4 separate regions of the Mus musculus genome follow, and regions 1, 3 and 4 are each linked to region 2. The links are chromatin contacts, called in public Hi-C and HiChIP or PLAC-seq maps. All regions are on one chromosome and are shown on one strand. Each heading gives the region's core, a stretch centred on a gene start, on an enhancer-like site or on the middle of the called end of the contact. The rest is flanking DNA. Distances are from core to core; before and after follow the strand shown. Region 1 overlaps Dnah14 (dynein, axonemal, heavy chain 14). Region 2 holds the start of Srp9 (signal recognition particle 9). Region 3 holds the start of Gm33612 (a long non-coding RNA gene). Region 4 has its middle 16 kb from the start of Gm33669.

What was found. A called contact is a pair of places that touch in the nucleus more often than the background predicts. HiChIP or PLAC-seq counts read pairs in DNA pulled down with a chosen protein or histone mark.
Region 1: a Hi-C map of the N1E-115 cell line shows a contact between it and region 2, with 5 times the contacts expected there. The contact joins the enhancer-like site here to the promoter of Srp9 in region 2. A contact is called at or near these places in 2 of 39 promoter capture datasets (both in embryonic stem cells), 2 of 484 Hi-C or Micro-C datasets (the N1E-115 cell line and tail fibroblasts), 2 of 115 datasets of contacts at active chromatin or transcription factors (embryonic stem cells and stem cell-derived neural progenitor cells) and 1 of 9 other capture datasets (macrophages).
Region 3: a Hi-C map of embryonic stem cells shows a contact between it and region 2, with 2.6 times the contacts expected there. The contact joins the enhancer-like site here to the promoter of Srp9 in region 2. A contact is called at or near these places in 2 of 39 promoter capture datasets (embryonic stem cells and stem cell-derived epiblast-like cells), 1 of 15 datasets of contacts at CTCF or cohesin (large pre-B cells), 7 of 484 Hi-C or Micro-C datasets (the Ba/F3 cell line, the HL-1 cell line, embryonic stem cells and 2 more) and 2 of 115 datasets of contacts at active chromatin or transcription factors (extraembryonic endoderm stem cells and large pre-B cells).
Region 4: an H3K27ac HiChIP or PLAC-seq map of embryonic stem cells shows a contact between it and region 2, with 16 read pairs. The contact joins the enhancer-like site here to the promoter of Srp9 in region 2. A contact is called at or near these places in 5 of 39 promoter capture datasets (hematopoietic stem and progenitor cells, hippocampal neurons, liver and 1 more), 2 of 15 datasets of contacts at CTCF or cohesin (CD8 T cells and the NIH/3T3 cell line), 4 of 484 Hi-C or Micro-C datasets (B cells, the G1E-ER4 cell line, bone marrow-derived macrophages and 1 more), 30 of 115 datasets of contacts at active chromatin or transcription factors (the 230-238 cell line, CD8 T cells, the SCID.adh cell line and 22 more) and 3 of 9 other capture datasets (adipose tissue, liver and pancreatic islet).

What each region holds. Positions count from the first base shown.
Region 1 is chr1:181,781,211-181,787,321 of GRCm38.p6, reverse strand. It overlaps Dnah14 (dynein, axonemal, heavy chain 14), which reads right to left. Exons shown (of 87, transcript NM_001377039.1): 75 at 3,611-3,767; 76 at 2,071-2,281. Among named protein-coding and RNA genes, the nearest start is that of Lbr, 58 kb to the left of the region's middle. Within about 2 kb of position 4,846, at least 1 of the 459 cell types and tissues checked has an H3K27ac peak or open chromatin away from gene starts, as enhancers often do. A contact at or near this core is called in the N1E-115 cell line, where this site is marked.
Region 2 is chr1:182,121,283-182,126,918 of GRCm38.p6, reverse strand. Srp9 (signal recognition particle 9) reads right to left here and starts at 2,182. Exons shown (of 3, transcript NM_012058.3): 1 at 1,944-2,182. The coding sequence starts at 2,015. Gm33725 (a long non-coding RNA gene) reads left to right here and starts at 2,153. Exons shown (of 3, transcript XR_373761.4): 1 at 2,153-2,486.
Region 3 is chr1:181,621,837-181,628,349 of GRCm38.p6, reverse strand. Dnah14 (dynein, axonemal, heavy chain 14) reads right to left here. Exons shown (of 87, transcript NM_001377039.1): 17 at 6,370-6,513; 18 at 5,313-5,657; 19 at 1,368-1,709; 20 at 113-482. Gm33612 (a long non-coding RNA gene) reads left to right here and starts at 1,115. Exons shown (of 3, transcript XR_373757.4): 1 at 1,115-1,224; 2 at 1,610-1,732; 3 at 6,471-6,513. Within about 2 kb of position 4,564, at least 36 of the 459 cell types and tissues checked have an H3K27ac peak or open chromatin away from gene starts, as enhancers often do. A contact at or near this core is called in embryonic stem cells and extraembryonic endoderm stem cells, where this site is marked.
Region 4 is chr1:181,859,633-181,865,541 of GRCm38.p6, reverse strand. No RefSeq gene overlaps it. Among named protein-coding and RNA genes, the nearest start is that of Gm33669, 16 kb to the left of the region's middle. Within about 2 kb of position 4,646, at least 164 of the 459 cell types and tissues checked have an H3K27ac peak or open chromatin away from gene starts, as enhancers often do. A contact at or near this core is called in B cells, CD8 T cells, the G1E-ER4 cell line and 13 more, where this site is marked.

The sequences.
Region 1 (6,111 bases), core at 3,597-6,096, 340 kb after region 2:
CAAGCAACCAAATAAACAAAACCCCAAATCCACCATAATATTTCAGATAGTTTACGGCCTTGTATCAGCATTCATACCTATATATATTCATGGCTATGTCTTTTAAAACCATCAGAGAGAGAAAGACAAAGACAGACTGAAGATCTCTGCCTTTTTAGGGGAGACTAAGGATACAGACAACCACATGAAGCAGAAACCACTCTTTTGGAACCTAGATGGGGAGTTCTTATTTACCACAAAAGATACCTTGAGAGAGCGGCTAACCAGAACCAAGTGCTGCTAAGTAGGTGAGCAAGCATAGTGAGGCACCAAGGGGACAAGTGACTTGTCTGCTGTTAACTTTTAAATAGACAACTCAGGTAAAAAAAATGCATATGTAAATGTTGGAAGAGTGGTGGGCTAACCATACAAATGAGAACTAGAAAAGAGGTTGAAAGGAGGTCAGGATGGCCAGATAGAGGCCCGGGCCAGCAAGCCTGACAGCCTGAATTTGGTCCCCAGCACCCACATGCTGGAAGCAGAGAATTTAAAAAGTTGTCTTCTGTCTGCCACATGTGCGTTGTGGCATGCTTATGCACACACACACACACACACACACACACACACACACACACACACTTTATAGGATAAGCCAAATTAATAAAAGCAAACCCACCATTGAAATATAAAAGGAAACAGAAAAAGTGAGAATACCCCTGAATAATCTATAATTATTCCACTCAATGCTTTCTTTGTCCTTCATTGACTCTCTTCTTACTCTTAAATAAAAATATCACAATGTACCCATTATTTCTAGCTTGGTATTTTTCCTTCTTAGTAATACACTGTGAACGTATTTACCTACTTTGTAAATTTAGGAGAAGCCATTTAAAATTTTTATTTTTTGATCCTTTTTTACAATATACTTTGACCATATTCTTTCCTCTTTTCCAACTCTTCCTAGATTCTCCCCATTTCCCCAGCCTATGTTCTTTCTCTCCCTCTCAAAACCAAACCAAACCAAATCAAACCAACCAAATAGAAAAATGGAAAAAGAAAACCAAACCAAAGCCAGCATGGTTGACTAGCCATGCACTCCAGAGAATGTTCTTGCTATTGGCCCATCTCTCTGTCGCTTATGGCTATGGTGTTCTGAACCCCTTCTGGCCATGCCAAGTCTCTAGTGCCTATCATGAAAGTGGCAAAGAGAACATGCCTGCAAGTATTTTAAATGAATAAAGCATGACATGGCACAAATAACTGTCTTCTCCCAAAGTCTGCATCTAGGAATGTCACATAACTAAGCAATCTGCTTTGATTCTTGGGTGACTTAAGTGTGGACACCCCCCCCCCAAGGCCTCTCTACCCCCATGAGTGTTTAAACTGCTAAAGGAGTGACAATCTGAGACTAGCACAAAGTCTTGGGAGAGACTTCAGAAATCATAGTTGGGTAGTTACAATTTAACTGAAATCTCCTTTTACATACTCAAAGTCTAAGAAGGACAAGGCAGGACTTAATGCCCTTGCTACTTCGCTCCTGGCCACACAGAGGAGGAAGACAGTAAAAGACGAAGGAAAAAGCTGTACAACGTAATCGGCTAAGACATTTCTAGTTTCACACATTGCTGATTCTTCCCTCATGGTTCTAGCAGTCAAGTTTCAAAATATTGCAAGCAAGAAGGTTGAGCCTGTGGAAATCAAACGAACTAGTGCCATGGGGATACAGCTTTCGGGTGACTGTGGCTGAGGAACGTGGGAGCTGCTTACAGACAGGCCATTCAGGAAATACTGCTGAGAGCCAGATGTGAGGCCCCGTGCTTTGCTCCTTGCAGTCACGTAAAATATTAAAAGCCATGCCATCGATCTGTACATGGGCAAACGCTAAAGAAGATGGAGAATCCAACCTGAGCAGGCATTTAAAAGGAAAACAAGCAGAGCCAGTGAGCTCTCGGCAGTTTTTCATGGTGGCTGTGTGTTCTCTAGTGGCTCAGTACATGGCCTCAGCATCGCCACACATGCATTTTTCTTCGCAGTGTGACCTCACAGTGTGGATGATCACTCTGCTCCCAAATGGACAGACACGGAACTTACGAGTCTATGATGGCAGTGAGCCTTGGCATGAAGGATTCCGCGAGGTGGCAGTTCTGCAGGAAGACCCACTGATGCGCTTTTCTCACTGCCTTAAAAATGATTTCCTCTGCTTTGTTTTCTTGGTCTGGGCCCAGGGAAATCATGGTCACCTTCGGGGTCGTTCCTTTGAACTCTTCTGCAAATCTCAGGAGAAGATTGTTGAGGTCAATCCCTGCACAACAATATGGAGAGCGACATGAAGCGCACTTAATTTCCTCCGTAAATGCAATCCTGCACTTGCTGTGGGCTGGTGAGAGGAGGTGTTGTTGTAGGAGAGTAGTTCAGGTTTTAAAATTAAAGTCTACAGTTCAAGTTTGTCTCTGTTGCTTGCTGGCCTGTGATGCAAATTTCCCAACATCTGGGAATGGTAGCAGCTCAGGAGCGGAGGGACTAGTGACTGGTTGTGACACCTGTATCTGCATGTCCCTTCGCCCTCTGGTGATGCACACCACGAATGCTCACAGTGCCTGCTTAACACAGCTACAACATCATGCTTTTTTTTTTTTTTTTTTTAAGCTATTCTTGAAACTAGATACGAGCGTGCAAATTGTATGCACAGGTTTGGGCAGCAAAAGTGTCTTAGGAAAATGTGTGGTAAAAGCTCAGCTAGCTCACAGAGAGAGGAGTGTATCTCTTGTTGAATTGGGCGAGGGGTGGGGTGGGGGGATGGCTAGTGGGCAGCTGCCATCGTGGGGGAAGTTCCCAATGAGCAGCCTGGCATCTTTACAGGTGGCTGTCATATAGCCTGGTGCATCACGGTCAGGTGAGGAGGCCTCTGGGGTGAGGGGAAACTCCAGAGTGCCCTGATTTGCAGTTTGTGAAGACCTGAAGAAAACTGAAGGAAGGCTCTCCGAAGGCCTGCAGGGCAGAGGCAAGCAACCGAGGTGGGGAGTTAGGGGGACACACAACCTATTTCCCATAGTCACCCCCTGCATCTTTTAAAATAGAAACCAGAAAACCAGTTCATTGTGAGCCAAAGATTGTGGCTCGGGACCAGATCGATGCGACCCTAAGAAACATGCTGTACTACAGAATTGAGTTAAAGATCACTGTGAAGGGGAGCAGTTCAAATAGTTAAGGGGTGATCCTAGCCTTCAGAAGAATCCCACATGCTTGGAGATAGTTTCTATAAGAAAATTCATTAGCTCTAGCACATTTTGTAATCTCGATTCTTTTCTATTTTTAGAAGGACTTATCCTTAATACAGTTTCAAGTTTAAGTCCCTTTTCAGATATGTTAGAAAGACGGGAAGCTTTGAACATAGAACCGGGCACAGAGTTTACTCCTCCACATCCCCCCTTTTGGGGGAGGGGGTGCTGTTTTTCCAGGTAGGGTCATGTAGCATTGGCCAGCCTATAACACCTCAAAGCTGAGGGTGACTTTGAACTTAGGATCTTTTTGTCCCCCACTTCATGAGTGCTGGGATTTCGGAGGGAGCAGAAGCCTTCAGTTTATGAGATGCCAGGACTGTGAGGTAGCGTCCCGTCCCTCCCCAGCTCACCGTAGGAGTGGGTGAGGATCAGTGGAGTTTGAGCAGTAGACTCGCTAAACGACTCTTTCAGATTAACTGTAGTGTCAGGGATATATTCACCTCCCATTTTTTCAGTTATAAATTTCTTAATTGAATTTTCTAAACGGTCTGGTCGAAGAATTTTAATCTGAAAAAGAAAAGGGAAGCCAAGGTTAGTTTAAAATCCACTGGGGGAGGGAAGCTCTCTTCAGAGGTAAAAAGGAAACCAGTCCTCCAGCCAGAACTTCCTGGTGTGCTCTTGGGGAGGGGGTCTTCTGATCACTGGTGGGTCTTCTCACCCCTACCACCTCACTCCCATCTCCAGCTACCTTGTGGCCCCTACACAGCTCTTCCAAACTCAGTGAAAGAGCTTGCTTTAGCTGCACAAGTCAACATTCTGCCCTCTTGCCCTGCAAAAGGATTCCCCCCCCCCATTCTGCTGTTCTTGTCTAGAGCAAGAAGAACTCATATTGTTTGGAGTTGGAAGACTCAAAAGACAACCCAACTGGAAGACACATAATCCTTCCATTCATAAGACAAAAGCCAGTGGCCCAGTCTGTAAGTTTAAGTGGGACAGAATACAGGTCTGAAGAGAGCTGCGGACATGTGAGCCATGTTGGGCACACACACAGTACATATGTAGTAAGCACAGACTGCCTCATACGCAAACCACTTATGTGACACATTTTTACAGAATGATCACAAAATATGTTCTGAGCAAGTTCATTGTCTCTGCAAGAGCGGCAAATCTGAATCTGTGACTGAGAGTGGACTAGGCAGAACCATGGGAAGTGGCTATTTTCCAAAGCAAAAAAAAAAAAAAAAAAAAAAAGAAAAGAAAAGAAAAGAAAAGAAAAAAAAGTCAAGTATTGGGAACTTTGTGTTTAATGTAGTACATATATGTGGAGAGCAGCGATAACATTTGCCATCACAAGATGGCGCCGGCTTCCACAGTGCCTTATGCCACCTAAACAAAGAACAAGCTGTGTGCGCATGTGCAAGAGTAATGCGCGCCAAGTCATAAGCCCACCCCGGGGCGTGTCTATGAGATCGTGGGTAAGTGACCAGTCAGGTGTGGACACACCACGCCAGGGTGTGTATAAGCAGCACCTTTCTGAGGCTCTTTGTCTTCCTCATCAATATGCAATAAAGAATTGCTGCAGAAGAACCCTGTGTTCTGTGCGCGTTCTTGCGGGCGAGGACAATAGCACGGGACATTTGGCACCGAGAACCCGGGAACGACATACTATCGCCGGCGCAAAGGGAGACCCTCCATTCGTGGGGCGAGTTCAGAACTGCAGGACACGGTGGGCTCTGTAAGGTATGTTAGGTCTTGAATTTTCTCCAGCGTGAGAGGCCTTTTTGTATGTTTTCACGGGGCTTGTGCTTTTTCTTTTGGTTGTGTTCTGCTTCCACCGGTGGAACTGCTGACTGGATCTCAGTCGTGGTCAGGCACAGTTAGATAAAAAGGCAGGATGGGAATTTCCCATTTGGTGGTGACCACCTTACCCAAAGACCAAGGAGAGCCACTCTGGGTTCAGCAGGATTGGACATCTGTGCCAACCCCAGAGTAATTCTTACACCACAAATGGGGTGCCAACCTATTCCCTCAGATTTTAGAGGTCCCTTACCAAAGGATACAGTGGGCCTACTAGTAGTTGGGTAGGTCCTCTTCTGCTTTGAAAGGATTGGTAATACATCCCAGAGTTATAGACTCAGATTATGAGGGACAAGTTAAGATTATGTGTTCTGCACCCCGAGGTATTGTGGCCATTTCTCCTGGAGATCGCATTGCTCAGTTGTTGATTCCTCCTAGTTTGCATAACATGTTCTCTAGTAGCCAGAATCCCAGAGGGGATAAGGGACTTGGTTCTACAGGAACTAATGTGGCCTACATATCTTTAGATTTGGATAATCGTCCCACTTTACAATTACAAATAGAAGGAAAAACCTTTCAAGGTATAATGGACACAGGAGCTGATAAAAGCATTGTATCCAGTAACTGGTGGCCTGTTAATCAATCATCACATAGTTTACAAGAATTAGGATATGAGGCTACCCTAACTATAAGTGCAATATCCTTACAATGGAAAGATAAAGAAGGAAGGACAGGGCTTTTTCAACTTTATACTGACTAATGATTACTCTCAGAAAAGCAAGGAAATGATGAAAGGAAGGGGATATATACCTGGACTAGGTCTTGGAAAGAACTTACAAGGTAGAATTTCACCAGTTAAAGCCACAGAAAAGGAAGATAAAAAAGAGCTGGGTTTTTTTCTAGGGGCTGCTGAGGAGCCTTTGCCCATTCCATGGTGTACGGAGGACACGGTGTGGGTGCCTCAGTGGCCTTTACCCTCTGAGAAGTTAAAAGCAGCTAAAGAATTAGTACAAGAACAATTAGACCTGGGACATGTGGAACCCACTCAATCACCCTGGAATACCCCCATTTTTGTTGTAAAGAAAAAGTCAGGTATATGGAGATTGTTACATGA
Region 2 (5,636 bases), core at 933-3,432:
GCTGGGTACAGAAAGCAGAATTCCCGCACACAAATCCTAGAGACCAACAAACTGTCTTCGTTAGCCCTACGAGGACCAGAATGGACTGGAGTTCAGATCCAGGGTTTATACTTAAGTTTGGAGGCCACAAGGATTTTCTCCTGGACAGATCTGGCCAGCTCCTCCTCTGTGTCTCCTTCTCATCACAACTCCCTGACACTTCTACTTTCACTGGCCCCGCAACTACATCTTCAAATAGTCACTCAATGTGTGCTGGTGTATCTACAGTCTCTTTACTAAATGCAGACACTGTATACTGTTGTCAGTATCAGGCCCTTCTGGACAAACCTTATACCACCTTACAGCACACTGCCCAACTGAGGAAATGAACCACATGAAAGTACATACAAGAAGCCACCACTGTCACAAACTACACAATTTCAAAAATACCTAATCTACCTAGCCATTTATTATCACTTTAATAAGATCATTAGTTTTAAATGTTGCCTTAAAAAGGGAGCCTGCAGCCGGGTGTGGTGGCACACGCCTTTAATCCCAGCACTCGGGAGGCAGAGGCAGGCGGATCTCTGAGTTCCTGAGAAATAAAAAGAAGGGCCGGGGGAGCTAACACCCAGAGTTCAAGATCACTCTCATCTCCACAGGACATTAATGAGGCCCATCTAGGACGCATGAGAAGATAGGAGCTTAAAAATACACAAGGATGGTTCCGAATGTTCTACTGTCTACTCTGGTCTTCCTGTGGTTCTAATGCAGGTAGACACAGATTTGGCTCCCAGCACCCACAAGGTGGCTCACACCCATGCCTAACTCCATTTCCCGGGGATTCAATGCCCTCTTCTGACCCCAGCAGGGCAGGCACCCCATGTGCACAAGCAAACACTGACATACGTAAGAATTAATGGACTGACCTTCTTAAAAGATGCTTCCTGTGGGCTTGGAGAGATGGCTTAGCTGCTAAAGGCTATGCTCACAACCAAAAGTAAAAGATGCTCCCTGTAAAATCCTGTAGTAAGTACTGCCACCGCAAGCTGCCAGTACCAATATATTTTTGATTTTTACTTACATGTGTGTGTCTGTGTGTGTACATGTTAGTGTGAGAGATGTGTGGTCAGAGGGCAAATTTAAGGAGTAGATTCCCTCTTTCCATCCTTAAGTGAGTTCTGCATGCTGAGTGTCTCTGCAGTCTCATTATGATACACACACACACACACAGAGTTCGTGTTATGCACTGAGCCCGGGTTCTTGAGATTGTTAGCTGCTCATCGGTTTTTTTGTTTTTGTTTTCTTTTTCCTTAACGTGTATATTCATAAAACATGCGTCTACCATACCTTCAACAATCCTTTAAGGAATGATGAAGCTGACCTTTGTGTCCCCCTCCCGGAACTTGTTCTGAACTGCTGAGATGGGACTGGGTAGTTTGCTTTGGGGAATGAAACCGCTTGCAAACATTTATGTCTAACGTGAGAGTGCAAACAGTCTCCATGTTTCAACTGGTCCAGGAAAAGACTAAAAATCCCCACTATCCAAAAAAAAAAAAAAAAAAGTAGAGCAGGTGCTTCCTAACTGGGACGTACAGTAGCACCATTTTATAAGCTGGTACTCTCGGGTCTGGGTAGGAAAGGAAAGGGGCACTAAACTAAGCGACGGACAGGAAAGCGACGGTGCAGGGGGAGGAGCCCACTCAGCGACACGTAAACCAACCAGATCCCGAGCGGAAGTTAGGAGCTCCCCCGGGTGCAGGCCGCTGTGGGGTCCGGCGCTGCGGAAACCGCCCTGCCTGTAGCTGCTGGGGTCGCCTCGCTGGGTCACTGGGTCTCCGGGTCAGTCGGAAGCAGACGAAGGGACAGTGGCACCGGGTGGGCCGACTGTTTCCTGGGCGTGCTCAGGCCGCGCCAAGGGTAGAGAAGCCCCGGGCCCCAGGGCGGTCCCTGCAGCGACTCACCTTCATGGGGTCCGCCAGGTAGAGCTTCTCGGCCGCCCGGCTGAACTCCTCCCAGGTCTGGAACTGAGGCATCGTGGCTTCAGGCAGCGAGGAACAAGGCCGCGAAGCGAGTCACGGCGCTGTCGCCCCGGCGGCCCGCCGCTCTCCCGCAACCGCCCACAGCGCTGCACTCCGGCGGCGCAAAGACGGAGGCTCACGAGCGCTCACGCCATTGGCCAGCCTCGGCCGCGCGCCTGTCCAATGGGCAGGAGGCGTGATGTCGGGGGGCGGGGCCTCCGCTCTGAGAGGTCGGGAGAGGAGAGGGCGGCTGCCACAGCGCCGCCTGCAGGGCTGGAGGGGATAGTGCCTGTGCTGCCTTTCCAAAGACTAAGGAGCTCTGTGACCTGGTACCCAAGTCACAGTCGTGGTGATGACAAGGCGCAGCTGTCACACTCAAAGCCTAATCAAGGAGTTGGGGAGACATAACGGACGCGCAACCAAAAACTTTCTGTGGTAGACTTTTGTATCGGGTCAGTGGAACAAAAAGGAGCAAGGCTCCCAGAGGTGAGACAAACTGAATAGGGAGTAGAGAAGGGCGAGACCTCTAGGCACATTTAAGATCTGCAGTGTACGTGTACTTAAGAGGAACAGTAGTGTTCAAGGGAATGGAGGAAGAGAAGAAGCACAGAGAGAAGGAAGCTACACTGTGGCATCTGCTAGGATACGAAATTTGAGTCTTTCCCTCAGGCAGAGTGTGACACAGGACAGCTTTTAAAAGAAATTTTATTGGGGTATATAGTTTATGTGTGCAGTAAACATCGGCTTTGAGAATATACGATCATGGATTCTGAAAAAAATACATATACACACACGTCACACAGCCACAGAGCATATACCTACTTGCCTAATGTCATAATCAATATATGGGGGTATTTTTCACCTCTAGAAATTTCTTCATGCCTCCTTGTAATTCATTTCCTCTGTCTTCACTCCTGGCCCCACGAATGTTTACTCTTACTAAAAATTACATCCCCCTGTCCATTGAGCTGCTTTTTCCCCCTTCCCTTCTCCATCTTGCTCTGCCCCTCCTCAATCCGGGCCCAAAGGTTTGTTGTTGTTGTTGCTGTTGTTGTTTTTATTTTTTGTTTCTCATTACAGATGGTTGTGAGCCACCATGTGGTTGCTGGGATTTGAACTCATTCATGACCTCTGGAAGAGCAGTCAGTGCTCTTAACCCTGAGCCCTCTCACCAGCCCCCATTGATCAGCTTTAAACAGTTTTGTTGGGTTTTTTGTTTTGTTTTGTCTTGTATTGTTTTGGGTTTTCAGTGCTAAGGATTGTGCATTCTAGACAAGGTCTCTGCCACTGAACTTAGCCACATTCTCCTCCCCATCTTGCCTTCCTCTTCCCTATCTTTTTCTTTTCTTTTTCTTTCTTTCTTCTTTGTTTGTTTGTTTGTTTGTTTGTTTTTCAAGACAGGGTTTTTCTGTGTATCCCTGGCTGTCCTGGAACTCTCTCTGTAGACCAGGCTGGCCTTGAACTCAGAAATCCGCCTGCCTCTGCCTCCCAAGTGCTGGGATTAAAGGCGTGCGCCACCCCTGCCCGACTTCTTTTCTTTTTCCTTCTTTCTCTTTCTTTTTCTTTCTTTCATTTTTTCTCTTTTCTTTCCTTTCATTCATTTTCTTTCTCTTTTCTTCCTTCTTTCCTTCCTTCCTTTTTTTCTTTTGCTCTTTCTTTTTCTTTTTTTATGTCATGAGTTTGCGGAAAGTCCCAGCTATTTAGTCCAAGGCCAAACTGGGCTACTTAGAAATAAACAAGCAGGGCTGGAGAGATGCCTCAGCAGTTAAGAGCACCGACTACTCTTCCAAAGGTCCTGAGTTCAAATCCCAGCAACCACATGGTGCCTTACAACCACCTGTAATTAGATCCGATGCCCTCCTCCGGTGTGTCTCAAGACAGCAACAGCATACTCATAATAAATAAATAAATAAATAAATAAATAAATAAATCTTTTTTTTTTTAAACATTGAGCAGTCTCTGGGACAAACCTTCAGTCCTTTTTTTTTAAGATTTATTTATTTATTATATGTAAGTACACTGTAGCTGTCTTCAGACACTCCTTACACATGGTTGTGAGCCACCATGTGGTTGCTGGGATTTGAACTCCGGATCTTCGAAAGAACAGTCGGGTGCTCTTACCCACTGAGCCATCTCACCAGCCCCCCTAAATAAATCTTTTTAAAAAAAGAAATAAGCAAAGAAAAGAAAGGAAGAAAGAAACAAGAATGATGGCAGTCCTAGCAAGAGGCCATCATGGTACCTGGGCTAAATAGATAGCAATTATTTTGATTTTTTTTAAAGGGGGTGAAACAAAGGGACTCTGAAGTCAGCCTCCCGGGGGATGCTTGAAGGTCTGCTCAAACATTAGGGCTTTACAGCTCAAGTTCCCAGGAGGCTGGGTGGTTAGCTGAGTCATCTCTACGAAGGTTAAAGTCACTTGTGAATAAGATTAGCTTCAGAAGAAGGCTTCTATTCCCTTAGAACAAGGGACATATTGCAGGGGCTATGGGGACGCTGAAGAGCAGAAACAAACGAGACGAGACAAAGGACAGTCCAGCAGAAAGGCCTTCTTGGAAGAGGAGTTTGTAAACATTTTTAGCAGTGTACATAACAATGAGTTTCGTTATGACATCTTCACACATGTCCACAATGTGCCTTGATCATGTTCACACCCTCTAACCCTACCTCTTTTAGATTGGTCCCAGCAAATATTTTTTTTCCAACAAATCTTAATATTCCCTCTTTCACACCTGTACAAGTCAAAGGGCATAGTGTTGGGGTTTAATCAAAATGTTGGAGTCCTCAAAGCCCCCTTGCTTATCTCTCCAAGGCAGAGTCAAGAGAACCAGGCTTCGGAAGTTACTACAAACCCTTTCGTTTTACAACCCTACAGTCAAACCTTACTATAATATTGATTTTCATTTAGCAGACAAACGACTGGCTATGTTTGTGAGAGAGTTTCTAGATTAGGTTAATTGGCGTGGAAAGATCCATCTGAAATGTGGTGGCTCCATCCCATGGGCTGGGGCCCTGGGCCATAAAAGGAGACTGTGAGCTGAGCACCAGCATCCACCTCTCTACATCCTGACTGGAAGCAGTGTGACCAGTCACCGCACACTCCTGCACCCACCCCACACTGAGCCATCTGCTTTTCCTTCCTTAGGTGGCTTTTGTCTGCCATGATGTCACAGCGGTGCGAAGAGCGCTTGGTACACTAATCCCAAGGGCTGTGAGAGAAAATAATCCTTCCCACTACACTAACCCAGGTCTACAAGCTCCTCTCTCTACTTTCCCAAGCTGAGGCTACCTGGTTCATGAATAGTAGCTGTTTTATGGATATAAGACAGGGACATTCAGAGTATGCAGTAGTGAACTTCACAAAGAGCATAGAATCTGGATCATTCCAAGTGACTTCACATCAGCCCCAAGAGCAGAACTAATTACCCTCACCAGAGCCCTCTAGCTTGGAGCAAGAATGAGATTCACACAGATTCATCCTGTGATTTCTATGTAACCCACACCCGTGTAGCCATCTGGAGAGAAAGGGGCCTCTTTACTGCCTGTAACAGCTTGGGTAAACATGCTCCTGAGGTTCGGACCACTCTAGAAGCCACCCAGACTCTAATTCAGATGGGCTTATGCATCTCAAAGCCC
Region 3 (6,513 bases), core at 3,315-5,814, 500 kb after region 2:
TACCAGAACGTGTGTAGACTTACACTTTGTTCACATTTTTTGACCAGACAACCTCAGGCAGCGAAATTGCCTTGCCTCTGGTGGGTAGGAAGCCTGGAGAAGCACACATTACCTTTTTCCAGTACAATGATTATATGCAGCCACTTGGAGACGTTGTTCTTCACTAAATCGATATCAATGCTTTGGAGAGTACAGTTCCTCCATTCCCAGAAATATTTCCCCCACTCTTCTTGCGCTTCCCATAATAATTTCCTCAGCATCAGGTCACACTCAATTTCGGAGATTTCTGACAACACTATATGACTCATCTCGTTCGTGTTGATAGCATTCATACGGAAATAGGCTTGATCATAGTAGTTCTGGTAGTTTGAGTAGGTTTTCACTTTTAGAGTCAAGCTTTCAGCTTCTGCTTCGAGAGACTGCACGATTTCCTTGGCTTTTGGTATTGGAGTACTGGCGGCCAGCAGGAGAGGAGTTCTTATCTAAACCATCAGGGAAGCAGCCAGATCATTCAGAATACAAAGGTGTTTTACTGGCAACATCTTTAGTAAAGAACCCACTTTTTTCATGACAAAGTGAATGAAAAGTGAATATTACCATTTGACTCAAATGCCTAGAACTATTTTAGGAAAACTGTGTGTGTGTGTGTTCGTGCACGTGCGCACTCTCTCTCATGTGTGTCCACCATTTTATGGAGTTGTTGAAGAACTTTGCTGCCCTGTTCATCATATTCAGAGATGAAGAAAATGCTAAATTCCTGGTAGAATTACTAAAAAGGACATATGTGATCTTATGTCCTATTCGACTTCACAAATCATCAAAATTCTATTTGTGAATCTCATGGTATCTTAGCTTCTTTTCTGATGCTGTGATAAAATGCTGTGACCAAAGCAGCTTATAGAAAGAAGAGTTTATTCCGGTTTACAGTTCCAGGGTGATAAAAACCCGCCACAGCAGGGAGTGATGACTAAAGTATCAGGCAGGGCAGCCAGAGCAGAAAGCTGAGCGCTGCTCACTCCCTCAAGCGCAGACAGGAGGCAGAGAGGGCAGAGCCGGAGGTGGGGTTGGGTGGGGGTGGGGGTGTCTGTGAGGCATTTACTCTGAAAGCCCACCCTCAGGAATGGACCTCCTCCAGTGCGGCCACACCTTAGTAACCAAACAGTGTTACCAACTGGGGACAAGGGCTCAAATGGAAGACATTTCTCATTTGCAGCACCACACAGGGTAAGTATATTTGGATTACATAATTTAGCTATGACTCCATAGAAAATGAATATATAAAAGCACAGTATTACATGAGACTAAGATAAAAATTTAAAAATATAAAAATAACTATAAAAATAGTAAAAAATTTAAAAAGCACTTACCTTATCTTTTAAGTTACTGACATCCACTCGTAGGCTGACAATATATGCTTCCAAACCGTTCTTGAATTTAGTGAGACTGGTTTCTCTATTCATGGCGACAAACTTCATGGATGTTTTTAGATGATTGAACTTCATGAAGATGATTTTGTAGATGGCGATCTGCTCTTCTGACACATTGATCTGGTAATGCCTCACAATGGAATACAGCTCAGAAATTGTGCAGAAATCCTTTTCTATTTCAGTCAAGCTCGAGAAAATGTCATCCAAAAAATTCAAATGCTCCACAAATTCTTCCAGTTCCACGGGCTCAGTGTCCAGTTGGTGCAGCAACGAGTCTAAAGTCTGCAAGGATTAGCACACTAGTGGTAAGTACGCAATGGTTTCACTATTTTGGGAAACCACTCTCTTCATTTCAGAAGGCTGACGTCTACAAGTGCAATGCCATACACTTGGATGTGCAGTGCTATACAAATTGGACAGGATCCTAAGTATGAAGCAGACGAGCATGATCCAGTCCTTCTATTGTGATCTCAAAGTGCTTGAGTAGATTTCATGTGTAATATACGTGTTATAAGGCATGCACAATACTTAAGGCTGGAATGGCCACCCTGACCGTTTATACAATAGACTCTCCAGTCAGTGGTCCTCTTTGATTGTGTTTACTGATTAGGTGTTATTTTCTCTACTTTGCATACAAGGAACCAAGTCTCAGATTAGTCTAAGATTAGGTATGTGCTAAGTTACAGAACTGCAATTCAGTGACCATCAGAGAAAGCTCTCCTTGCAATAGATGGCAGTTAACACCGAGATCCACAAAGGGTCACGGTGGAAAGCATGAGGAACTGTAAACGCTGATCACTATGTGGGACACCCATCACAACCCTTTCCTCAAAGCTTGGAGTTTTAGAGGTGAGGGGGCAGGGCTAGTGGGTGACTTCAGAGAAACGGTGTTTTCTGGACACAACAGGGCAGGTGCATCTACATCCCCCAGGGGCTGTAACAGAGTGCACAGGCCTGTACAAGGCCAAGCCTAAGGACACCTCAGCATGGAGAGGGGAGGTAGGCAGGCAGGAAGTCCCACCCCTAGCTAGGGAGCTACCAGTATTTGTTAGCTTTTGGAAGAGGGAAAGTCGGTTTTCTTTAATGGTTCCATCCAGAGTAGGCTCTAATTCCCAAGAGTTGCTGGGCAAAGCAGACTGGACCTTGACGGATTTAAGAGGGAGGGGAGGAGAAAATATAAATTTGTGGAGTAGGGATGTGGGGTGGATATCTGGGAGAACTTGGGGAAGGGGGTGAAAAGTATCAAATTAATTGTATGAAATTCTCAAGGAATTAATAAAAACATTATTTGGGGGAAAATGAATGAATATAACTTTAAGAGATGGTAAGAGGAGGCTCTTAAAAGATAACTCTATTGATGCATTGCATTGCCTAGCTTCCTAGCCCCATAATGGGCATGTTGCCTTCTTCTGCCCTGCTGTCTAACAGGATGTGACATTAGAGATGCTTAGGGAAAGGCACACTGTGAGCTCAAAGCAGCCAGTATTCCCAGCGACTGTTGCCTGTGCCCTGGACTACTTGCTGCTGGGCCCTACTTGCCCTTGGGGGTTGGAGGTGAGGTAGCACAGAGTCAACAACACAGACTCTGGGAGCAGGTGGGAAATGTCACAGCAAGCTCATCTGAGCACTGCTGCAAGCTCCTTTAATACCCTCCACCAGTGCCCCATTCATCCCAAGAAAGCATCTCTTCTAAACAGCAGTTCCTGATTGGCTGGCATTGGCTGGCACCACCAATCCTTGGTCTCTCAGGCAGTCCTAAATTAGGTACTCCTGTAGATGTTTTTTTGTGGCTACGTGGCCCCCGGTGTTTATATATAGGTGGCCCTCCCTACCGTCCCTGCTACAAGTCACTATGTGGGCACTACTACTTCCCACAAGAGAAATTAGTTCTAACTTGTGTAGGCGACAGCTCTGTTGCTGTTGCTGTTGCACGTGGGAGTCATGTGCAACTGAATCTAGCTACATTAACTCCTGCCTGCAATATCCTGCCTGTCAACTCCGCTTCCACGCCACTGGCGCTTCTCCTTTTGCAATTAACATCTTTCTTGAAAATTATTCCTGGCCCACTCAAGCTCTGTTCGCTACTTTGGATAAGGTTTGATGCAACATTAGACTTGGTATGTGTGAGAATGCTGCTATCCTCTCACAGTTATACTGCAGAGGCACAGTCGATGGGCAGCTTGTAACTTTGGGTTTAAGAAGTATTGGAAGTCTGGCTGGATAAAGAAAAAAAAATGATAGCTGTTATCATAAACTCTGGTCTTGAAACCTGTCTTGGGTACTATGGGAGGATGCTGGTACAGGCAACAGCTAGGATACTGGGATCCATATTTGTTCTACAAAGCAGACAAGCCATAGCCTAGTGAGTCTATGGGGAACAATGATGTCAGACAATGATGTGCGTTATAAAGCCAAAAAAAAAAAAAAAAAAAAAAAAAAAAAGAGATGGGCAGTGACATGGGGCGCAGTCTTCCACGTAGTTACAGAAAGTTCTAAAGGAAGTGATATTTAATAAAACACACATGTAAGTGCTGAGGAGGGACTGAGTTGGGTAAAGTACTTGCAAGTGTGAGGACCAAAGTTTGCATCTCCATAAACTACACAAGAGCATGCATGTCTATAATCCCAGGAGTCCTACGGCCAAATCAAGTGGAGAAGAATTTCTGGAAGCCCAAGGGCCTCTAATCTGGTTTATGTGATACAAACAAGAGACACTGTGTCAAACAACTCCTGAAGTTTGCCTTTTGACCTCCACATGTTATGGCAAATGTATGTGTCACATTCACATACAGAAATGCACTTATACACAGATAAAGACTAAACACAAAAACAAATGTAATCACAGTACTTTGGGATTTTCTGAGTATAATACTTATATGTATTTTTGATTGTATATCATCAAGTTATAATCTAATCTGAAATTTTCTTATGAAAAGGTGTACCTGCTTGTATTATGAATGCTAACTATGCTCCCCCAAAAAACTGTTTGCACGATAGGGTCTGCACATAGCTTCTGGGAACCTGCCCTCAGTTAGCTCTGACTGGTAAATAAAGAAAGCAGCAGCTGAGAGCTGGGGAGGACAGACAGAGGCGAGAGCTTGGCGTTTCCTGGGCTTGGGACGGGAGGAGAGGAAGGGGAGATGGCTTAGGAGAGTGTGGAGGGAGGAGAGACAGAGTCTGCCATGGGGTAGAGAAGCAAGGAGAGCACCCAGATGTCTAATTGGAGTGAAGAGTAACCAAGATGGAACATAAGAATTAATAAGTGGTAACTAGGAATTACTGGCAGAGGTAGGTTCTTGTTGGGGCCCCAGAAGCCTCTGGAATCTTGTTCCAGGGCCATTATCTAACACTCTTTTGCTTCTTCCACTATCTTGCTTCCGTTTTGTAATTGACTCAGGACATTTACAATGTGGGGCATTCCTTTCCCTTTACAATGAGGGCACTCCTTTCTGGACCTTTTACAATGGGGACATTCCTTTGACCTTAGTGTGTTACCTAGCACTGTGGTTTGGCCTGTGTACCTGAGCAAATTCTGTTTGCGGTTTTCAGCTTTAAAAAGCCCCCCATCTCCCCTGAGTAAACGAGGCTTGAACAGAATTTTTGTCTTGCATCCTTCTTTTGTGTCTTCTAATCCCAAAATTTGTTGTTGTAGCTCCCTTCCCTCGAGAATCCTGTTGTTTAAACAAGTCCTGCAGGTTGGGGCAGGTTCTCGCAGCGTGGAGGCCAGCTATTGTGCTGCTTAAGGCATATAAAAATATAAAGGCTGTGTATGTGTGTCTCACTTGGGAACATAAATGTTTGAGGTGGGAAGTGACCCCCCCCCCTTCAAGCTGGGATTCATTAATAATTAATTCAACAAAAAAGAGGAAAAAAATAAAGACTTACTTCTAATAGATTTGCACTTTTTTCCTCAATGGTACATTGTAACAGGTTGTAGCTCATTTGTATGATGCCATCAACATATGGTAAGCATGCTAATTGATAATCCAGACTATTCACATAAAAAATTCCAATACGTATCTCAATAGTCATGGTCACGATTTGCTTTAGGTAGCTTCTGAATTTATGTATTATTCTTTTAAACTCGATGGATGTCAAGTTCGTCATGAATGGCAGTTTTGTAGTCATGACTTTGGCCTTTTCTACTATGTAACAATATTTCAGAAACCTGCAGCTGTAGTCGCTAACCAAGCCCACTGAATTACCAATAATAGTCAGCAGAGTCACAATCTGTGAATGAAAACGTCAAGATGGTTAGCATGTTCCACCTGGAAATAGAAGCCTTACTAAAAGCTTTTATCTGCATTGTTGGGCAAGCTGATGGTTACTGTCAAATGATGGTCTTTGTACAATTCATTCTGTTTAGAACTGGAATTAAATATTGCCATATGTTGGAAACAAGACTAAGAAAAATAGATAACATGACTTTCATGCAAAGGTTACTCAGATATTTAATTTGTAATCAAGGTATTATTTTGAACTATGTCCTAGAGAGACCAACCATCTAGCTCACTGCCTGTCGTCCGACTTTCTCCTCACACAGTCCCAGAGCAGGCTGGGCCTGTGTATTTCTGATTTCACTTAGTTCCTAAGACATAGTTTATCTGGTTAGGACAGAGTTCGGACACAAGCTGAGATAGTTATATTCTACTGTGAATTTGGACAAAAAAAAATGCATTTAAGTGGTTAGGGAAGGGCTGGAAAATGGAAAACCAACATCTTGGCAAACCAAAGTCATGAAAGAACCGCAGGGAAAAAAACTCCTTTCCACAGTGGAAACATGAAAAACCGTGGTAAGTGGAGCCCAGAGACCACAGGGGAGACAAACTGGAATGATGCTAGGATGCTCTGAAGGTTTCCATACATCACGTTCATGTAATAATTGCACTAGGGTTCTGCTTCCTTACCAACCACTTCCAAGATGTCTGATCTCGAAACTTACTTTGTTCTGGTAGTCAGTGTCTGTGTCAAAGAGGATATAGAAATCTGGCCATCGGGTCTGCTTCTTATATTTGACTACACTTTTTGTTTTTGTCTCATTAGATAAATCCGGAACTGAAACCAAATCAACAAGGATAGACAGGCG
Region 4 (5,909 bases), core at 3,397-5,896, 260 kb after region 2:
TTCCCTAGCACATCTCATTCTCAGACCATGGCCCTTGAGCTCTGAGAGGCTCAAAGGAGCCAAACTGTGAGGAGAACACAAACTGAGGCCCGGCTCTGCAGTATGAACCAGTCTGAGCCTGATAGCTCTGACCTCAGAACAGCAAGAGCACCCACACTGCAGGGTTTGCAGCGGTGGGGGTGGGGGTGGGGCCCTGGCAGAGTAGCCAAGCTCCACAGACCTCATCCCCACCCCTGCCTCAACTCCCCAGGAGCTCTGTAGACTGGGAGACAGAAGAAAGGTGTGTGTGAGCGAGCCTATATATCTATATATCTGTATCTGTATCTATATAAACCCCAGCCCCATTTCCCATGCTAGCGTGCAGATTCTGGGAGGGAAGGATAGACTCTGCCCTACCCTGTGAGCCTAGCAGGTGTGGGGTTGGGTGCTAGAAGCAGGTGGCCTTTGAATTGTTTGCCTTTCTGTTTAAGGAAAATGTTACGTAACAACTCCTAGGGGAGCCCAAGGTGCCAGAGGGGACAGCCGTATGGAAAGGTGTGAAGGCAGAGGAATTTGTCAGAATGGGCAGCTGGCATCCACTCTGACATCTCTTATCCTAAAATCTCAGCAAAGGAGAGGCAGGCAGAGCAGCAGAGGGAAGAAGTGCAAGGCTCTGAGACAAGGTGTCAGCAAGTCTGACCTTGAGAGTCGGTCAGGAAGGTCAGGAGGGAAAGAGGCCCATATATTGTTAGGTTGCAGGGCCCTATATACTGCTAGGTCACAACCAAGGTTTTAGTCAATACCAGAGCAGGAGGCTTTGGGACCCCCACAGTGATGGGCAATCTCCAGGCTGAGTTTACACTGGGCTGACAGTGGCCTGGGAGACTCACAGGCCACTGTGCGAGGGCCACCGAACAAAGGTCCCTCAGGCTGAACCTTGTCTGCAGAAGTTCAGATCTCAACCTAAACATTCTTGTTTGAGCAAGATGTGAAGGCCAGTGGATCTCTGAGTTCGAGGCCAGCCTGGTCTACAGAGTGAGTTCTAGGACAGCCAGGGCTACGCAGAGAAACCCTGTCCCCAAAAACAATCAATCAAACAAACACACCCAAAAACTGACAAAACAAAAAACAAAAGCAAACAAACAAAAGGAAGGATAAATACTGTCCCCATTAAATTGACAAAAAGCCCAGAGGTGGGTGTCTGGGAAGGATGAATGTTTCCATTGAACCCGGGTGGCTGAAGAACGTTGTCCTAGAGACACTTGTGTGAACTCTATCATGAGTTCCCAGAGCTGGGGCCAACAGTGCCGGGAGTAGGGTCACCCCCCCCCCCATGATGTTTCCAATGCTGATTGTTCCGGGAACAAAGCCCACTTACTGGGGTTCAGAATCATTGCATCAGAGGAAGAGGGTCAGGCTGACCAGTTGTGAACACCCCTGCCTCACTGAGATCTGTGTTCAACTCTGAATTGGCCACTATTTTGGGTTTGAGATCCCAGGGAGTCCAGCCGCAGGCAGGTGTTTAGGGATGGAGTAGGAGAGGGCATTGGGATGGAAAGGGAGAAGTGGGGGCGGGAGAGGGGAGACGAGGGTGCTTGCTCTCTAATACCACAGATGAAGCTCATTCTGGGCTCGTTTTTCAGGGGCTTCTCCTAGGGATAGCAGCTATGGCTCTTCCTGTCCTTCTCTGGGACCCCTGGCTTCATTCAGGTCGGAGTACAGCCCCACTGTGCCACATTTCTCCCACTGCACTATGGCTAGACTCTAGTGGTATCTGGCACAAGGAGAAGGTTCCTGAATGAAAAAGCGCCAGGAGTCTCTGCTTTTCCTTTTCCTCTGCAGAGGGTAGGCACAGGTTGCCCTGTTCCTTTTTCTCTCAGTGGTGTTTGATGTCCTTTGTAGCATCATCCTGCCTGGGAAGGGGCGTTTCCTCAGACGCTCCAGCAGGGTGAGCTACTCCGGGGAGCACGAGCCCCGGTGTCTATCCAAACAAGAATCAGGTTGGCCAGATATTAAGCCAAGGCGCTGGCTACCATCCCTGCCAACCTGAATTTGATCCCTGGGACCCAGATGATGGAAAAAGAGAACTGATTCCTGAGTGTTGTGCTTTGGTCTCCACTTGCCGACTGTGGCCAGCATCCCACCTTTACCCCTACAATAGATACACAAATATATTAAAACAGGAGTCTGGGAGGGTAACAACATGGGAAAGAGTAGGGACTCTTCAGGCCGGGCTGGGACATGCTCACCAGCGCCCGCACACAGTTTCCCGTAGGAATTCCCTCTCATAGCAAGTTGAGGAATGAGGAGTCTCTGTGGACATATTCACTGCCCGTATAACCCTATGCTTGTTCATTAATGCAAACTGTAGAGGTAAGGCTGGCCTCGTATTTATTGTCACTCGCCAGACTCAGCATTATGGCTGGCCTGTCCCAACCCCTGAAACTCCATCTCTTGGCACCATCTGTCTCTGGGCCCTGGGTTAGCCCCTTAGAAGAGTGTGGCTTTAGATTTTCGTATCCTACAATGCTAATTAAGATCAAAGCGACTGTGAAGTTCACCCTGGGGAACCCTGCGGCCTGAAAAGGGCTTTCAGAGGCAGCCTTGGCCTGTTCTGTGGCGCCAGTTTACAGCAGGCTTCCCCGAGCTTCTTAGAGGGCTCGCCCACACCACTCTGCACCCTGGGGAGGTACCATGCCAGGGAATTTTGTTAATGGTTAACAATCTCCAAGGGCGGATCTTCAGGCATCTTTTCTGTGGAAGATCTTTTCCGGCCCTAGCTCCAGCCATGTTCACTGGCTAAGCCAGATGGTTGGCAGGGGCAGGAACTTCGGGAGCTGTAGGGAGGAGGGAGGACCCTTGATGGTCTTGACAATTTTCACCCTACCTGGATGCTCAGGACACTTCTGAGGTGACCATCACAGGGTTGTAGATTGGAGGCTCCACCCCACTGAACTCCAAGGGTTTCTGTCTGCAGTCTGCATATATCCATCCCTACCAGGGACTTTTTTTTTTTTTGCTATCTTGTAAACAGTATGGTCTGGCCAAGTCCTTCAGATGGCAACTCCCATCTCTCCCAGATTGCTGGGTGGATTTTCAAAACCAATCGGTCCATAGATGCAGACAAAGGGGTTAGAATGTGGACAAGAGTCAGGGCTCCCTACTTGCCAACTGCCCTGAGACCCAGAGAAGGGGCAGATAGAACACCCATCATGTCTGTGTCTCTCCCCTTCCATCCCCACAGTGTAACTGACACAACAGTGATGAAGATGTCCTACAGAAACTCTGGAAACCATGGACCTCAAAGATAGGAAGCTCTCCTCCTTGGGAATGTCATGCTGGGAGAGGGGAAAGCGACCAACCCAAGTGGTCACCTTTCATGACAGTATTGAAGTTTACGCAGAGCTGGTGGTGGGCAGGACTATGCCTTACTGATGACTTAGGCAGAACCTTGCCTTCTTTTTAAGCAGGACCCCAAGATGGACATGGGAGAGGGAGTCCATCTTTGTCCTTCTCAACGTGGTCACATCTCTTTTTTTCTACATTTTACTGTGAGTCTGGCTCTTTTAGTTGTCTTATGGAGAGAGGCTAGCTGAACCTGTTTTGTTGGTACACAAGCTGTGAACCCCAAATTGGGTAACACTACTGATGGGTGCTGTTTTTCAGTCAAGGTAAACCCCTGGGGGGAGGGGCTGCTTTGTTTTTGTTTGTTTGTTTTTTCTTCTGTTTTTTTTTGAGACAGGGTTTTTCTGTGTATCCCTGGATGCCCTGCACTCTCTCTCTGTAGACCAGGCTGGCCTCCTGCCTCCGCCTCCCAAGTACTGGCATGTGCTACCACACCCATCTTAAAGCTGCTTATCTTTAAGAATAAGGCACCCTAACTAGAGTTGGGGACATAGCTGTGTTGGTAGAGTCTGTATCTTGCAATCACAGAACCTGGGCTCAGATCATCAGCAGAGAATAAACCAAGTATGATCAGTCACACCTGTAATCTCAACCCTCTGAGGTGGAGGCAGGAGGATTGGAAATCCAAGGTCATTCAAGGTTGGCCTAGACTATGTGAGACCCTGGGGGGGGGGGGTAACCAAGTGTCATTTGTTTTGTTGTTCTTTGTAGTTTTGGTTTTTCTTTTTTGTTGTGGTTTGTTTTTGAGACAGGATTTCAAGTTGTAGGCAGGTTGGTCCCAAACTCACAGCAATCCTCTTGAGGCAGCCTCTCAAGTGCTGGGATCAGGCCTGGCTGATCAAATTACATTGTTGCAAATATTCTCTGACTGTTCCTGTTTTGTTTTGGTTTGTTTTGTTTTTGTTTTTTTTTCGAGACAGGGTTTCTCTGTATAGCCCTGGCTGTCCTGGAACTCACTCTGTAGACCAGGCTGGCCTCAAACTCAGAAATCCACCTGCCTCTGCCTCCCGAGTGCTGGGATTAAAGGCGTGCACCACCACGCCCGGCTGACTGTTCCGTTTTAAGGACCGAGTTATGTTTGGGGGAAATTTCCTGAAATTTAATGGTTTTTCCAGCTATCAGGGCCTGGACAGTTCCTATGGAGGATGGAGGGCCTCCCCTCCACCAGTCAGGGCTCTATCTGCCCTTAACTTTACACATCAGGCTCTGTAAGAGCAGCTTCCTGATGCTCGTATTGCAACACAAACCAAACCGCAGAGGTTATGACTTCTGTTTCTTCTCTCAAGAACCACCATGTGGAGCAAGCCCCACCCACTTCCTGCTCCCGTGCTGGGCAGCAACTGCCACTTGCTTCAGGATGTGAGGTCAAACTCAGGTCCAAACAATACTAAGGCCACACCCCAGCCCTGCTTTCTGCCAAACAACCCAGCGTTACAAGGAATGGCTGTAAGGAGAGGCAGGCTAGCTGGGTTCACACCTTCTAGAGCCGTGCTTCTCAACCTTTGTAATGCTGTGACCCTATAATACTCTTCCTCATGTCGTAGTGACCCCCAACCATACAAGTGTGTGTGTGTGTGTGTGTGTGTGTGTGTGTGTGTGTGTGTGTACGCACACCAGAAAAGGGAATCAGATTCCTTTACAGATGGTTGTGAGCCACCATGTGGTTGCTGGTAATTGAACTCAGGACTTTCAGAAGAGCAGTCAGTGTTAACTGCTGAGCCATCTTGTCAGCCCCACAAAACCATTTTTGTTGCTACTTCATAACTGTAACTTTGCTACTGCTATGAATCGTAATTGAATTCCTTTCTCTCTTCCTCAGTGATGCAGTATAGGCTAGATTAGACCAGATTAAAAGTAGATAAAGGCAGGTTTATTAGGAGGCAGCTCTCAGGAGGATTCACTGACTTCACAGAAGGGCAATGGAGTCACGCATCCCGTATAAAGCAAGGGGGTTTTATAGAACTTAGGTAAGGAGTGATGGCCTGTCAGTTAGGGGCTGGGATTATGCCTATATATGATCAAAAACTGAGCCCTTGGGTGGGCACTCTTGGGTGGGTTGTCTGAACACTGCGATGAGGAGTAATGACCTGTTACCCTGGAGTTTTCTTCTAGCAGGAGGAAAGGGGTGTTCAATGTGTGGGCTGGGTTGATGGATGAAGAGCTTGTGCAGGGCGGAGCAGGGGTCCCAGGCAAAAAGTACGTAAATCTGTGTTTTCCAGGGTTCTTAGGTAACCCTTGTACAAGGATCATTCGAGCCCTCCCACCAGGGAGTCACAACCCACAGGTTGAGAGCCTCTGTGTTAGACCTTTGAAATGGGTTCATCAGCCCTAGTGTTGGAGCATAAGCCTCGGGTGTGATCCCTGTGTGATCCTTGGGTGTGATCACACACACACACACACACACTGACACACACATGCACATACACATATATACATACACATATACACTGACACATGCACACACATACACTCTGATACACACACACATACACACACAAGAAACAGACAGACAAATGTGATGCAAT